Linked DNA regions of Sus scrofa: region 1 is linked to region 2. Evidence: chromatin contacts called from public Hi-C data. All regions are on one chromosome and are shown on one strand. Each heading gives the region's core, a stretch centred on a gene start, on an enhancer-like site or on the middle of the called end of the contact. The rest is flanking DNA. Distances are from core to core; before and after follow the strand shown.

The links. A called contact is a pair of places that touch in the nucleus more often than the background predicts.
Region 1: a Hi-C map of skeletal muscle shows a contact between it and region 2, with 4 times the contacts expected there. The contact joins the enhancer-like site here to the promoter of TBL1XR1 in region 2. A contact is called at or near these places in 1 of 5 promoter capture datasets (liver), 2 of 47 Hi-C or Micro-C datasets (psoas muscle and skeletal muscle) and 2 of 2 datasets of contacts at active chromatin or transcription factors (alveolar macrophages and skeletal muscle).

The regions. Positions count from the first base shown.
Region 1 is chr13:115,953,537-115,957,060 of Sscrofa11.1, forward strand. All of the region lies in intron 2 of LOC106505748 (a long non-coding RNA gene), which reads left to right. Among named protein-coding and RNA genes, the nearest start is that of TBL1XR1, 470 kb to the left of the region's middle. Within about 2 kb of position 1,670, at least 1 of the 83 cell types and tissues checked has an H3K27ac peak or open chromatin away from gene starts, as enhancers often do. A contact at or near this core is called in skeletal muscle, where this site is marked.
Region 2 is chr13:115,486,613-115,489,976 of Sscrofa11.1, forward strand. It overlaps TBL1XR1 (F-box-like/WD repeat-containing protein TBL1XR1), which reads right to left and starts at 1,616. Exons shown (of 16, transcript XM_021071196.1): 1 at 1,336-1,616. It overlaps LOC106505748 (a long non-coding RNA gene), which reads left to right and starts at 950. Exons shown (of 8, transcript XR_002338112.1): 1 at 950-1,057.

The DNA.
Region 1 (3,524 bases), core at 420-2,919, 470 kb after region 2:
CATGTTCATTATACACAAAGCTACTTCTCATGTGTTATTTTTCCCTAGAACTTGCAAATAGAACTCTCTTCTGTAAGCAAAAATAATCAGATCAAGCACACAACAGATTAATTTAGTCATCCTTAAAAATAACCCCATTAGAGAATGGTTGGGAAGTAAGTTATTAGAGAAGGCTTGGGGAGTACACAGGTCAAATCAACATCGCTATAGTATATCCTCAGAAATTAATGGTAACTGAAGAGGCTACAAAATGATGAATTAAAGTATAACCTGTATATCTGAAGTATTTATTAATCATATTTATTTACTATGATCTGCTATCTATGCCTTTGGCCCTAGATTTGTAATCTCCTTGACGGCAAGGGCATGATTCTTTCCCCTCTCTTTTTAAATCTAGCATCTAGCATGGGGCATAAGAATGTTTTAAAAACATCTCAGATAACACTAATGTACAACCACGTGACTTTTAATATACCTACATGCTGAATAGCATTAAATGAAGTAATAGTTCACATAAGAAACACTCCACTTCAAACTGTGGCAATCACAAAAATTTTTTTTCATTCAGTGAGTATTTACTAAAGACTTTCTATGTACTCAGCACTGAACAGGGGTCCAGTAGGTACAGAACAAATATAAGGTATGTTCACTGTTTTCAGAATGCTTATCATCTAGCTGGGAAACAAAACAAATACATGTGAAACAATCGAGCAAAAGCATAAGCTGTGGATAATTAGCTCCCGAATGAAGTGGACTGACTTATAGTCTATAAAAATTCAGTAAAGCAGAAAATCAGTGTAGGCTAAGGTAGTCAAAGCAGACTTCTCAGAAGAATTGGTATTTGTCCTCAAATAAAATATTCTGAAAGTACTGGAAAATGGAAATTCTTACCTGCTAGAGTCAGATCTTTTCTTCCTTATTTTAAGATGGATCAATGGAAAATTTGAGAATAGTTTATAGAATATAGCTGATGTTAATGATTTTTATAAAATGTTTCAGTGGTCAAATTACTAGTCCTTTAATGTCTGGAAATTCTGCTGTTGGCAATTTAAAAATGTTTTTTTTTTTTCCGCTCATAGAAGTGTATCTGATACCATTATTATTATTGTTGTTTTATTTGAGATGAAAAGGGATGGATATCTAACATCTATAACTAATTTTTAAGTGTTTTTATATTTTGGAAATCCAAGAAAGTTTTGCCAAAACACATTTATTTTCAACATGTGCATTAATTAAATGGAAGTATTTAGTCCACATTTTCCTGATTTATTTGACCTAAATAGTACTTTATGAAAACTATTCAACTTTTGAAAGGTATTTAGCATTTCAAAAAGGTTTTAGGCCAGTTGGTTGATTGGTCTCTCTGTCTGTCTATCTATCTATCTATCTCTATCTTATCTATCTATTGGAAAATCAAGAAATCTTTCCAGGGATAGGTTCAATTAGAAATCCAAAAGACCAGATCATAAATGCAAGCAGAGCCCTCCTCTTACCTCCATTTCCATTTCCCACCCTAAATGGCATTTGTAAGCCTTGTTTGGAGGCCCTTACCTTCTCCGACAATGGTAAATGGAGGCCTTTTTAAAATAGAATTAGTGGTGCAGCACATCTTGTTCAAGGAACAGCAGTGTTTGTCTAATTCCCAAAGCAGCTGTCTGAGTTGCTTGCCCCCAAGTTGCCTTTGGACAGAAGTAAACAAACATGGACATCCAATAGCGTATATTTGAAACCGACCTCCGAGGCCATCTATTTTAAGCAGATTGTAATTTTGCAAAAGGCATGGCCCCATTCCAAATGTTTATTTAGTGTTGAATGGTCTCCAACTGGCTGGTTGGTCTGCTTTTTTTTTTTTTTTTTTTTTTTTTTAAATGGTGTTGAAAACATTAAGAAAGATACCAATAATAGATGCTGGATTTGCACTCATCTCAGTATACAACAATTCATTTTGTTTGGTGCCAGAACAAAATTTTACTATAGGGAGAGACAGGCAAATAAGTCTGGCTATGTGGTAGCTGGTTTCGTGGCAACCACTATTATTTCTACCCTTCACACCCCAATATTAACCTTGTTTAGGGAAAAGCCTTGTAAGTCTCTGCCAGCACAATTCTTTTTCATAGAATGCATACTGAGGGCAAAACATTGGGCTAAGCTTTCTGCACATAAACTCCTTTTGTCCCCACAATGACCATAAGCAGCAGGTATTATTACTCTCATTTTAGAGATGAGGAAAGTGCACTTCAGAGACCTTCAGCTGTAAGTTTGAAGTGCAGATTAGACCCAAGATTTGTCTGATTCCAGAAGTTAAGCTCATTTTATTTCATGAAAGATCCATATTAATTAGATTCCCCTACCCATTGTATGTGCTTATGCTATAGCTATTCTTTTTCCTTCTATCTATTCTGATATGAATTTTGGCTCCAGGATGTGACAAAATGGATGCCTAGGGATGCATCGTCTATTCTTTCGTAAGTGGTTGCATTAATTGTTCAAGTGCAAAAGAAAGAGCCCTTCAGGGGATTATATATGTGGCCATATTTTCCTTACACATATTTAGAAAGAAAACTGAAAAATCAAAACCAAAACCAAAAAAATCTACAGTGGTCTTTCTTGCATGTCATTCATCACACTTGCCTTTGTGCATCAAATGTCAATTTGCTCATAGGAGAGAGCTTTTAAAGAAAACCTTGGGTTAAAAAGAGCTGTGGCTTAAATTAAAGGCACCATTGGCTGCTGAAATTGGTCCTTAGGTGCAGAAGGGAGATTTACTTAGCCTTGTTCTCTTACCCAGCTTTGTGTCTTTTTCACTGAGGCAGATGAATAATCAGGCAGCTCTGAGGACCTTTTGTACCTAACATCTAGAGTCACCTCCAAATGGCAAAACATTGTAAACAAAAATACCAAGTGTTCCTGTAATTACAAGTCACTTCCTTCTCTGTGTATCATCTTGGGATTACTTTCACAGCCACAAAGTTCTGCCTCAGTGCAAGCCTTTTCCTCTAAGCAGCACTTTTAGGAACTTGAGGAATGCTGAAGGTAGGGAGAAATTTTAGAAGATCTAGATTCTAATTAACTTTTCCTCTAATTAACTGTCACTGTCCCTTTGTCAATGCAACTGAGACTCTCAAAGATAAAGGGAGGTGCTGAGGATGGCAGCAGCCCTAGTCCAAAAGGCTCACAGAATTCTTCCCCTTCCCAAGATTTTCAGGTGACAATCATCCTAGGAATATGGATGGCATGAGAGGAAAGGGGAGGAGTGGTGATTAGATAAACATAAATTGGATGTTATCTTTCTCCACAGAACCAAATATCTTCCTCTTATATTAGTTAATACCCTTACTCAGCATCTCCATGATGCCACTGCCTTTCTTTCCATGACATTGAATGGTTCACCACTGGGTAAATGATGATTACATTTTCAGTGTGACAGTCAGCTTTTCCTGTTTCTTTCTTCTCTTCTCTGCTCTTTTTCATCCAAATAGGCTTATCTTCCCCATATCCCTGGAAAAGATTTTCCAGTTTCCAGG
Region 2 (3,364 bases), core at 366-2,865:
ACAAGAAAGCCAATAGTCAACTTCCCTCAGTCAACTGTAAAATCACATATGTACTAAAACTCTTCACCTTGGTGCCTGCACAGTACACGGTTTTAAGTAAACTCCGGACACTGAGAAAGAGCAAGTTTTAAACTAGGTTCCAACACTTTTGTAAATTTTAATCACCAAATTATTTTCGACAATGTTATTAGATAACCTAAAAACGGGAGGGTTTTTTAAGAGCCATTACAACCAAAATTTCACGTGAAACACCATTTTCACAAACCTAAATTTATTCTCGGTTGCCACTGCAAAGTGATGCCTGTTTGAGCAAATTAGGAACTTCCAAAAATACTGAACACGTTAACACATGCATGGCTTCCCTTGAACTGCCATTTCAGATTAATATTTCACTTAAATAAAAGTCTGTTTCTGTTCAAAAAATGACATCGGTTGCAAAGAGGAAGTTACCAAGAAACCACCCTCACAACGTGGCCTTTACACTGTCAGAAAATAATGTGACTCTGAGCCACCCAAAACTTACCAGGAAGCTGGCAATAACTTTGCCAATTCTACACTTCTGAACCCAACTTCAAAGTGGCTCTATCAAATATCTTCTCCAGACGATAAAAAGCACTAAGTTACAAACAAACACGTCCAGGAGTGCGGCCCCGCCGCCGCGCGCCCCTCCCCCGCCCGCGCCCCCGCCCGGGACGCACGGCCCTAACAGCCACCCGCAGCCCCCCGCACGCCGGCCGGGGTCGCCGCGCCTGGGCCCGGGCCGCGCCGGGGGAGGGGAGCGGATTTCCATTGCTGCCTAAGGTTTAACAAAATAACACGCACAGTAGAGATCCCTCTCCCCTGCTAAAAATAGGCTATAAAGGAGTCGGCCTCATGATGGCTCCTTGATTCAATTTGCTGCACATTCCTTCCTGAAAGCCTCCCCCTATACAACACACACACACACACACACACACACACACACACACTCACACACAAAGGGGGTGTAAACGGATGAAGGGTGGAAGATGGGGAGAAGGCCGAGGTGCACATTTTCGGGGACAACAGCATAATAAGGGTGAGGATCCCCCGGGACCAGGAAAGGGTAGGGGGTGGGCAGGCACGTGAGCATTTCAAAGAAGCCTGAGAGAGCTAAAAGGGGGGATGGGGCACCCTAAATGCCTTTCCTTTCTCTCCCTCCCCCACCAAACCCCCAGCTCCCCGAAGGGCCAAGTTGAAAATGCACGTTCCACTTGAGCCCATCCCCCCGCCGGCCGGCGCCCCCGAACTACCTCCGCCCGCGCCCCCCGCCCCGGCCCGCAGCCCCCACCCCGGGGTCCGGCCCCCGGCGCTTACCTGGAAACGGTGGCCTCCGACGCGCTCCCCCCTCCCGGGAATGGAGGCACAAGGAAATTCCCCTCGTCGCCGCCGCCGCCGCCTCCAACCACCCCCAAAATAACCCCTCCGGGGGGTGAGAGGCAATTATAACCCCGGCAAGCGGAGGGCGCGGGGGATGGGCGCCGGGCGGGCGGGGGCGGGGAGCGCGGCGCGGGTCCCCAGGTGGCGAGCGGAGGTGCTCCCGCCGCGGGGGGAGGGGCGGGGGCGCACGCGGCCGGCGGCGGGGGGAGGCGGCGCGCGGGGGAAGGGCGCGAGCGGGGAGAGGAATTGAGGCAGAAGGTAAAAGCTGTTACTAAGGGAAAGAGCCAAACGGTTCGGAGCAGCCAACGGCTCAGACACTCAACACTGGGGAGAGAGGAATGGGGACCAGCCAGGCACAAATGAGCTCGCGAGGCCCGCGGCGGCGGCGGCGGCGGCGGCGGCGGCGGCCGCGCAGCAAAACAAACCCGAGCGGCCTGCGCCGGGCGGGCGCGCGGGGAGGGGCCGGCGGGGGAGGGGCGCCGCGGACGCGGGGAGGCGGTGGCGGCGCGGCTAGGGGGGCCTCTGCTGGCCCCGCTCCTCTCCCCGCCCGCCCGGGGCGGTGGCGCTGGGGGGGCTGGGCGGGTTCGGCGCAGCCTTTTAAAAAGAAAGAAAGACCCGCAGGCGCCCCGAGGCGCCACCGGGCCCGGACCGCCCCGCCCCCACCGCGGCGCGCGGCCGGGTGCGGAGAGGCCTGGGTGTTGGCCGCGCGGCTCAAGGCCCTGTGGGGGCGGGGATGCTCGCGCCGTCGCGAGGGGGGCATTGCTGGTAAACTTTCCTGGGTAGGCCGGCGTGGCCCCCGGGCACCCGGACGGCGCGGTGCGGCAGGTGGGCCATAACGCACGCAGGGAGCGTGTGCGGAGAGTACGGCGCAGGCATCATATGGACATGTGTTTGTGAGAAGATCTGCACGCACCTTTGTGTGCATAAATACATATGTTTCTCGGAAGCGTACCTGGAAAGGTGCTTTATCTGTAATAAGCGATTCTCAAAATGTAATCCAGAGCACAGGAACTGTACAGAAAACACGCACACAAGAAAAGGGTTTTGATACTAAACACAAAGCTGTAATTGAAGTGTTTATGCCCAAATGTACAGTGAATTAAACATATGGTGGTATTTATCGTCTGGTGGGTCTGTTTGAAAGGTTTGGTCGATCAATTCGCTTTTCACAAAAATAAAATAATGTAACTAAATGTTTACTAAATACATACTTCTAAGGCAGCATCGGCAGTACAAGTTTATCCACTTTGTGTACTTTTGCATGTGTGTAGCATATCAAGGCGGTTTATACAGTGTAACTTAGATGAGTGATGATGTGACAATATGAGAAAGGGAATGCAAGGGGTTATTTAAAAAAAGGGAAGCAAGCCACATTTTTTTTTTTAAACAAATGCGTTTATCTTTCTAAAGTCCTCAAAATCAGGGCTTGGGGTCTTCTAAGACCTTTGTATGAGCCTAGTGTATAACAAGCAGCTTACTCTTAAGATTAGGCCTAGAAGAAACCTTTTTATTGTTACTTTCGGTTATTCCTGTCTTTAAAGTAAAATAACATTTTCACAGCCTTTTTAGGTGAGGTGTTCTGTTTTCGTACTTTAATCACAATATTTGGAAATTGGTGTAGTCATTATTTTAAAGCAATAGTCTTTTTCTCTCAGTATCAGAGACCTAAATTTTCATACTTAAAAAAAAAGTTCATTCCAAGTAACTTTTACACATCTGGACTCTGGGTGGCCTAATAAGCTCAGTGATGAGACAGGTGTTTTTTTTTTGAGCAAAGTCAAAGGCTCCTGCCCCTGATGAGCCCTTTTTTTTTTTTTTTTTTTTTTTTTTTTTTTTTTTTTTTTTTTTTTTTTTTTTGATGAGCCCTTGAAAGAGGGTGGGGAGAAGCCAGAGGCCCTTTCAAGCCATGTATTGGGATGGTGGGGTGGCAAGGAAAATCATCAGAGGAAAGGGAGTGAGATTGGAA